Linked DNA regions of Mus musculus: region 2 is linked to region 1. The links are chromatin contacts, called in public HiChIP or PLAC-seq maps. All regions are on one chromosome and are shown on one strand. The core of a region is the stretch at or near the end of the contact, and the rest is flanking DNA. Distances in the headings are between cores, read along the strand shown. Region 1 overlaps Trak2 (trafficking protein, kinesin binding 2). Region 2 holds the start of Mpp4 (membrane protein, palmitoylated 4 (MAGUK p55 subfamily member 4)).

Evidence for each region. HiChIP or PLAC-seq counts read pairs in DNA pulled down with a chosen protein or histone mark.
Region 2: a contact with region 1 is called in an HNF4G HiChIP or PLAC-seq map of pancreatic cancer cells. The contact joins the promoter of Mpp4 here to the enhancer-like site in region 1. A contact is called at or near these places in 12 of 39 promoter capture datasets (the 3T3-L1 cell line, the C10 cell line, cranial neural crest and 8 more), 1 of 484 Hi-C or Micro-C datasets (cortical neurons), 3 of 115 datasets of contacts at active chromatin or transcription factors (acute myeloid leukemia, embryonic stem cells and pancreatic cancer cells) and 3 of 9 other capture datasets (embryonic stem cells, liver and macrophages).

What each region holds. Positions count from the first base shown.
Region 1 is chr1:58,907,289-58,911,928 of GRCm38.p6, forward strand. It overlaps Trak2 (trafficking protein, kinesin binding 2), which reads right to left. Exons shown (of 16, transcript NM_172406.3): 12 at 4,348-4,548; 13 at 2,662-2,960; 14 at 1,235-1,501. Among named protein-coding and RNA genes, the nearest start is that of Gm28802, 13 kb to the left of the region's middle. Within about 2 kb of position 2,498, at least 46 of the 459 cell types and tissues checked have an H3K27ac peak or open chromatin away from gene starts, as enhancers often do. A contact at or near this core is called in cortical neurons and pancreatic cancer cells, where this site is marked.
Region 2 is chr1:59,159,686-59,164,325 of GRCm38.p6, forward strand. It overlaps Mpp4 (membrane protein, palmitoylated 4 (MAGUK p55 subfamily member 4)), which reads right to left and starts at 1,951. Exons shown (of 22, transcript NM_145143.3): 1 at 1,847-1,951. Als2 (alsin Rho guanine nucleotide exchange factor) reads right to left here. Exons shown (of 34, transcript NM_028717.6): 34 at 3,071-4,530. The coding sequence ends at 4,492.

The sequences.
Region 1 (4,640 bases), core at 1,248-3,747:
ATACTTGTATTCTTCATTCTTACGCATTCAGTATTTTTTTCAAAGCCAAACTTATTAAAGAAGGTGCTTGATAAAAAAGTAAAGTTATCATGAAACTGTAATCTTTTCACTCTGCAGCACAGGGGCATGGAAAGTGCTTGCTGAGAGCCCCTGCTGTCTACAGGCAGTCCACACAACAGTGGCTGCCTACAGCAAAGCATTGGTGCAGCTAACCTGAAACTGTATCAGGGAACACTATTTAGTCAAAAATACAATTAACACACAAGCTACAATTATTCAGACTTGGGAATCTGGCAGGCGTTTTCTTAGGGGAAAAAAGCCTGTCAATATTTTCTGTCAACGACAAACATAAGCTTCAAGTGAAAATCAGTTTTAGGAAACTTAAATCATTTCTAAGAGTTTGGAAATCCTAACAGACAGCCTTTCACGCTGATGGACTTAGTGACACCAATACACCATCTAAGGCAGAGTGTCAACATCTGGGTATCTGTGTAACTGTCTCAACAACCGCAGCAGGGCACCAAACCATGCAGAGCAAACTTTCACGGAGAAAGACAAGCACATTTCCATGAAAACCCATTGACGGTTTCCACACTGCTGTGACTGTTCAAGAACTACCACTTACCTGCTTCTCATCTGGCTGCAAACAACATCCACAATTCCTCCCCCCTTTCTAGCTACATACTATTCTGAGAATGTATTTTCTTCACATTTCTCATATAAAACACTGCATCAGACTAAATGCAGAAGTTCATAATGAGAATCTTCACTTAAGTCAGAAATTAGAGACTTGTAAACATTGTAAAACAAAACCATTTTCTTACTATATCCAACAGAGTTGTTTTTCAGAAACCAGTATTTGCATGAGAACTTTTATTTTTAAATGGGTTATTTTTTTTTTAAGTTCTCAGTTTTTATCTTAACTTAGTAGACATAACCTATATAGACAAACCTGAGATTCTCAGGGACTTTTCAATAGCATCAAGGACCCTGAGACCAAAAGGCTTGCAAACCACGGACTCGCCTGACCTCTGACTCTGCCTAACTCACTTCTGCAGGCTGGTAGGAGAGAGGGAGGAATCAGAAATGTCAGCAGGGCTGTGGGTTTGTATTCTTTTATCTCCACTAACGAATAAACGCCACTGAGACTGTGCAGCAGTAGCCAGAAAACCCCAGCCAGACAATGTAGTGTCCTGGTTACGACGAGGCCATGTTCAGCTGCACCTCCTCTCACCTGTACCTGGTCCACCCGCTGAGGTCATGGGCGGCAGAAAGATTCCCGTTACTGGCGTGGGCAGTGCAGGTTTCTGCTCCAGTTGAAGAGGCTGCTGAACCTGAAAAGTGATGCCCTCTTCTTCATCCTCCTCTAAGTCCGAGATGTGGTAGACAACATCCTTGGGCACCTGTGTGAAGCCTTTAGTGATGACGCCTGGGCGTGGATCAAGAATGGTTCCCAAGTTCGGCTGAGCAAGCTGCTGCCAGTGATGCAGAGTCTGTGATCCTGAACAAGCAAAGCAGGACAGGCATGCTTTACATTCCCACAGATCCCCAATCTTGAAGAAGCTAGAATTGTGTGAGCAACAACAGTAACAATACAGATACTTATTTGGTTTTGACATTTTGTTCAAATTTGTAAATTTAAGCTCTCTGTCAAAAATTAACATGACATGGAATGGCTGAGCAATAAGTTTTCTATTTCAAAAGACAGTCTTCAAAGGGACATCTAAAGAAGAGGAGAAAAAAACCCAGTAAGGGTTTTAAACAGGACCCAGGCTGCTCAGGCAGGAAGGAGGCCACCCACTTCAGGGACAGGCTGCTCCTTCCCAGGTGGCAAAAACAATATTCACCCAGCACAGTTGATGATCTTGGAAGCAAAACTTGGGTGCTTAGGTTGGGAAATAACTTGAATTTCCTGTGCACTTCTCTGCTTGCTCATGACCCTACTTTCCTTGGTCTGCCAGGAAGAAAGGGAGACGCAGGTGATAAAGTGGAGAACATTTCCCTTTGGTTCCAGCCCATGTGACTCTGATGAAAGAGCAACCCATGCCCTTGTACAGGATGTCACATCTAATTGTGTCACTGTGGTAATTTCATCCTGAAATCAGCAACGCTAACCAACACTTGGACCAAAGCAGGAGTCTACAGGATACCTTTTTAAACCTTTGTTTTAAAAGGAACTTTTAAGCCAAGAATTAGAGAATCATTTGTGGACCATTACTATCTGATAAGTCAGGTATTTATTTTGAATTTAAGCTGTGCTTTAGGTAAAGCTGAACGGAAGGAGAAGAGTACAGATGTAACTGTGTGCCTCTATGGCAGGGACACTCTAATTGCTCCTCTTCATTCATCTCAGCCTGTTGGTCCTACCATGCAACTGCTATTACAGGATTCTGTAGCAAAAGTCAGGTAAGAGTCTTCCCACTTCCCTGCTGCGCTGATATTAAAATGTCAGAAAAGAACAAATAGCTGAAGACTTGGTGACTCAGGTCTTACTCACTGTCTGCTATGTGGCAGGCACCACAGCACAGCACAGCACAGCACAGCACAGCACAGCACAGCACAGCCTGCCTGTGCACAGGGTGCCAACATAACACAGGTCTCAATTCTAGGAGAGACGTCTAACATAGACACGGCTTCTAAAAGCTGTTCCTGGCTTATTACCTTCTAGGGGCTTGACAATCTGTAACTTCTCTGGCATGAAGCCTCGAAGGCAGCTGGCACTGCCGAGGTCCGTGGTCTCCGACTGGTCAGTGCAGACTGAGGCAAGGTTCTCCGTGGGGGCGTCACAGCTGCTGACTTCTTCCTCCTGCTCAGCCAAGATCTGGATCTTCCGTTCCCATTCCTCAGCAAAGAACTGCTTCTCACTTAGGTAGTTCTGTCTTCTCAGGCTGAGGCGATGCAATGCAGTAGCCAGATCACTATCTTCAGGGGATCCTGGGGGGTTTGTGGGCTGCGAGTTTCTGTGGGAAAATCATATTTGATGATGAGACTGTAGATTGTGAGAATAATCTAGACCACTCCTTTCTATAGTGCTGGACATTAAAAAAGACTTACCTTGAAAATGAGGTGTTTTCTTAGCTATTTAAAATACAGAAATAACAACAAACAAAATCATCAACAATACTGTTATCACAACAATCACTGTAACATATTGTACTGGCTGGCTTTTTGACACAAGCTGGAGTTATCAGAGAAAGGAGCCTCCCTTAAGGAAATGCCTCCATGAGATCCAGCTGTAAGGCATTTTCTCAATTAGTGTTCCAGCAGGGAGGGCCCAGCTCATTGTGGGTGGTGCCATCCCTGGGCTGATAGTCCTGGGTTCAATAAGGAAGCAAGCTGAGCAAGCAATCCAGTACGCAGCATCCCTCCATGACCTCTGTATCAGCTCCAGCCTCCAGGTTCCTGACCTGCTTGAGTTCCAGTCCTGACTTCCTTTTGTGATGAACAGCAATGTGGGAAGCGTAAGTGGAATAAACCCTTTCCTCCCCAGCTTGCTTCTTGGTCATGGTGCTTTGTGCAGGAATAGAAACCCTGACTAAGACACACATCATTTCCAATTACCTTAAGAAAGTAAAATATGTTATTCTTGCTAACTTCTCCATCTCATTTCATTATGAAACTGCAGGTGTGGTCTACTTTTATGTTCAGGTCAGGTACTCCCAAAGTTACTATTAGCATAGTTCACAGACTCTATTACTGAGAGCAAGAGGTACCATTGCTTTATATAACTGTGAATGCTAGCTATACACTACTACATGCTTTTAATCACAGAAAGGATGAGTAGGGCATGGTGGCACATTCATGCCACTAATTGCAGCACTCAGAAGACTGAGGCAGGAGAATCATGATTTTGATGGCAGCCTAGGTTGTACAAGAAAATACCCTACCTCAAACAACAAATAACAATAAAATAAAAAAGACAGAAAGAGAGAGAGAAAGAGAGAGAGAGAGAGAAAGAGGGGAAGACAGACAACCAAGGCTGAGAAAGCTGAGAAAGGTGTGAAAGCCACAAACGTCTCTGAATATGCAGTGTATCTGAAAGAAAGCAAGGATTCTAAGTTATAAAAGACTGCTTCTCGTAGGTCTTTGAAGCACTTCCACCTACGATGCAGCATTGAAACTGGGAGGCATTTTAGAACTGATGTAGAAGGAACACGGCAAGTGAATGCACACAGCCTCTTAAGACCACTGTGGCACGATGTAGGCATCAGAATGCACTGCGAACTGCCGGCTGCAGCACCTTCTGGACAGTGTGGAGGGATGTTGGCCAGGTCTGAGTTCTCGAATCTGGCATACCAACACGATAAGGAATGTAGACCCCAGCCCCCCTCCTCTTCCCCGCCTTACCCTGGAACCTCTGTGCTGCCCCCTGGGCTCAGGAGTGTTTTGTCCTCTGCTGGCTGGACACCAGACTCAAAGGGCTTTGCTGTCATGATGACACTTGAACGGTTGGAGCCTGGGATGGGTAGCAGGACTGGGAAGGTGACAGAGCGGCCCCGAGTGTCATTGGCAACCTTGACAGTATCAAACACCCGTTTCTGCTGGGCCCTGTCAGAAAGGAAGAAGCATGCACTCCTGTTAGTCTCAGCCAGGGGAGCGCTTCCTGAGAGCTGTTCACAGACAGAGCCAGGCACAAGTCT
Region 2 (4,640 bases), core at 701-3,200, 250 kb after region 1:
GCATTGCCTGTTTGACAGTGTTGAGGCAGAGACCATCCAGACTTGGGTCAGCCTCATGTGAAAGGCTCACCAGCACCCTGGCCCAGCCCTGGGGTGCACATAGCACTCATCTATCTGCTCCAAGATGGTGCATTTCCAGCTGTCATGTTTATACCTCAGCCGGCAGGATGAGGACAGGGCGAAGGAGGCAAGGGCAAAGGGAAGGTAGGGGTCTCAGGGAAAGGCTTAGAACTTGTTCTATGTGATAGATAATCACTGTCCCTGCAGAATGTGCAAGTGTCTAACTTCATGTCACTGAAGAAACAAACATAAATCAACCCCAGAATGACCTGAATGTATAACTCAACTTTTCAAGCAGTGGTGGCGCACGCCTTTAATTCCAGCACTCAGGAAGCAGAGGCAGGTGATTCTGTGAGTTTAAGACCAGACTGGTCTACAGAGCGAGTTACAGGACAGCTGGGGCTACACAGAGAAACCCTGTCTTAAAAAACACAAAAACAAACAAACAAACAAAGTTTCTTCTTACAAACACAAAATAGTTTGCAAGAAACCAATAAATTTGAAGAAACGCTACCATCATAATTGAAGAATTAACACATTGCACATTAAACCTTACCAAGTAGTCTACCAAATCAGAAAATCATTCTATCAGCGCTAATCCTGCTTGTGACTCAGGAAACCACTACAGCACAGCACTCCTGGAGTCTATTTACTCCTGCATTCAAAGTTGCTACATCCTTTCAGGGTTTTGTGTAGGCTCACATGTGTGCTTCTGTGCTATCTATCCACACTCACACGCTTAAATACACAGTATCCACATGGTAGGAGGGAGCTGTTTTCAGCTATCTTGCTTTTGGTTGGTTTCCTGTTTGTTTGGTGACAGAGTCCCATGTAGTCCATGCTGGCCTCAGACTTTCTCTCTAGTCAAGGATCACCAGATGCTCTCATCCTCCGGTCTCCACCTCCCAAGGGCTGGGGTTGTGTGACAGGCATGTGTGACCACAAATGGTTTATGTGGTGCTGGGAACTGAACCCTGGACTTCACATATGCCACACAAGCATTCTACCAGCTAAGCTATATCTTTCTTTACCTTATCCTTTTTATTACTGGTGGGGCACTATGTGGATTTAAATAATAACCTTATGTGTTTAAGTGCCTTGGTTTGAATTGCGCCAGAATGAAGGATTCTAGACAGGTGATTTATAGGGTAAAGAGGTAGGGAATAAGAAAAGGCAATTAAAAACTGTGTTATAAAGCAAGTGGTCACCATGAATACCTGGAATGTACGCAGCATTACCTTAAAATTCAGCTTTGGGTCTCTGGGGTAGCTCAGCAGGAAATGCATTCGCTGCCAAGTCTGATGACTTTGAACCCACATGGTAGGAGGGAGCTGTTTTCAGTTGTTCTCTGACCTCCACAAGCACCAGGGCTTCCACAAACGCATGCGCGCACACTTGCACACAAGCGTACACACACACACAATTAAATTGTAATTAAACATTATAATTAAAACATTTAAAGCATTTCCTTCTGCTTTAAAACAATTGCTATTCAAAGTCCTGACCTCTTACCCACTAGGCTTGTTTTCTAAAGTATTTTTCAATATGGAAATCTTGAAAAAGCCCATATGCAACCCTCCCTGAGAAATGGCCTGCTGGCTTCCTCTGCATCCAAGGCCCTCACAGAAGATGGGACAGTTTCACTTGAACTCTTTGACAACGCACTGTGCCACGCTTAAGAGATGGTACTGTAGGACAGTCAACCACTTTAACACAGACTACCCACGATTATCTGTAGCTGCTGCTGGTGCCTTCTGGAAATGCGGCATTGCGAGCAGACTCTTACCTGCAAGGATGAAAACACAGTGTTGCTCCTGGCAAGAGAGAAGCAAGCAGGAAGCACCAGGAGGCTGCTAGCTGCCAGTCACCTGATGCTCTAGAGAAAAGCTCTGTGCATCCTCTTTGGCATAATCCTGCCCTTGCAGGCTAACCCTGGACCTCTTCTAAGCCTCCGCAGCAGCCCTAGCTGTCCCTGCAAGGGAACATCTCATTTACATTATCCTCCACCACAGTGAGCTTTCTCTCACATGAGTACTACACTCCCATACAAGCCCTTAATATTTCTGTTGACTGTTTCCAGATAACAAACACCAATCGCCCCCCTTCAAATCTTTCCTACTTTTAGTTTGTTTTTTTTTTTTGAGACAGAGTCTTATGTAGCCCCGGTAGCCTCAAACTGTGTGTATAACCAAGGATAACTGAACTTCCTCCACCCTCAAGGGCTCAGACTACAAAGGTGTGCCACTACACCCACCAGAGGCTTTTACTTTTCTTAACTTCAGCTTTTCAAGGCCTAATGCAGAACACATCTGCGGGGCATAGGCAGTGGGAAAGAGTAGAGGAAAGTCGGGAAGCTCTGGGTTGGAGTCCCAGCGCAGACACAGCAAACTATAGCTATTCACCGATAGGGAAAGGGAGCCCCCAGACTGGCACTGCTGAGGGCTGCTGTGAGTTACATAGGTGCTGGTATTTCTAGTCACAGACAGTGCCTGGAGATTTAGGGTTTTCCACACACACATGAAAATTTATTGTTTTAAGCTGCAACTCAAGAACTGTGTAGAATGAGGAAAATACAGTGGTTAGGCAGCTTCTCTTAAAACTGAAATTAGAAGATTGAATTGCAACGGGTTCTCAGAGATGTGAGATGGCATGCTGCCATTTGAGAATTTCTCTGGTCCTATTGTCCAAGTTTCCATCCATTCCCACTATTAGCCCCTCCTGATCTTTCTCTGAAGGAGGTAGGTGTTCAATTACTTTGGCTTTACTAGCCAAATCTGGCATTTGTGTCTTGGCTCACAAACTAAAAATATGCGAAATGAGAAAGAGTTGGTCCCTCTCCACAGGGAGCAGCTCGGCCTGGCAGAAGACGGTAGGCGGAGAGATGCGGACAGTGCTATCCTCCTAAACCTGTTCCTCTAGCCCTTCCCTAAACAAAAACAAAGCCCACAACTGTCTTACTCACAGCAGCAGTTTTCCTTGGAGACCTTTGTCTCTGGGTTATCGGGATCAGAATTAACTTGCTCTTTGCCAGAAATTGGCTAGTAGTTAAGTGAATTAAAAACCCCAGGGGTTCCTGAGGTCTGAGGCATGGATTACAATGTGGAGAAAGAATACTGTAAACTGAGCACTCTTTAAAGTACAGTCTGCCCCATGTCATTTCTTCCACAGTCATAGAACAGCTTCGTAGAGATGAATGTCATTTATTATGAAAACTGCTGTTACATTACAGCCAACATTCCAAAACAGTATGTTAACAAATGCTTGTCTTGATTATAAAGTAGCTCGGAAATCATGATCCTTTTCAAAAGTAGTTGCCGCCTGCTGAGTCATTTCCCATGAGTCAGGCCACTGCGCTCGCCTCCGAGTACAGCAGATGAGACAGAAGAGCACCTGTGGTATCCAAACAGCTACGAGTGGCACTGCTCCAGCGCACACCCACAACCCACACTTGTGAGGCTGCTTGTAAAAGAGCAAACCGTGGTTATGCGGTGCTGTCACAATACTTCTGAGGTGGGAGAATCCCATGTGCGTCTCTCCTTCCTTCCCTTCTGAGTTCAGTGTGAGGTAGAGGGAAGACCCGCAGACTGGGCTGAGGGCCACTGTAGCTCCCTGCTTCCTCACATGTGCAGATCTTCAGTCTCCACACAAAGCTTGTGCTAAGAAGCTTACGGGCCTCCTGGGTAGGCAGTGGGCCTCGGATCAGTGAGGTTTGGAGCAGCTTGGCACGGCAGTGTTTGCACTCCAGTGTATTCCTATGTTCTTTTCAGTCAGCAGGCAGAAGATCCTATGTGGATGCATTCCACGAGGGGACCAGGATGTCATAGTCACCCCGTGGGAGCTCTCTGACCACAAATGCCTTGGTAAAGGGGCTTACAAAAGGTTAAAACTACAGTTTAAAACTTCTTCTCCCCCACCCCCACCCCTAGCAAAGTAGCATGCTGCACTTGTGCCTGGGAGAGGTCTAGGAAGGCAAGGGATGGCTGCTTCAGTTCAAGTAAAACCTGCTCCTTGCCAAAGGGTATTGGGTAACTGCAAATGGAATTAGACAAACCAGGAGCTTAAACACAGTCATCAACTTCTTTTCATCTAAGCAGCTTTCCTGGAAAGGTTTCCTGGAACTGCATGGAGCTGAGAGCTTTCACTACAGGAAAGGGTAACCAGTTTCCTTTTCTAAGTAGGTGTGTGGATCTCAGCACAGGCCAAAGACTCTACTCTATCCCTATCTCCTTTTCCAGTCTCCATTTGAATGATACAGTATGTTTTCCATGCTGGGCTCTAATTATTAGTAAGGCTCAGAAATTACAACCAAAATAGCACAAAAGTCCATTCTGTATTCAACACTGTTCTTTGCCCCATCAGCCTCCAGTCGGTGCCTGTGCCATAGCTGTAGCCTCCGCAGCAGATAATCCGGTCCTCAAGCTGTCAGGCGCCCTAGTTAAGCTTCTCCCGCTGAATCTGGAAGTAACAGGCCTGAAAATCCAAACAAATTCAGATTCAGTTTCTTTAAGACTTGGGAAAAAACAATCCCTTACTGAAGGCACATTGTCTACCTCACCAAGCTCTCTCCAGCCAATGGCTAC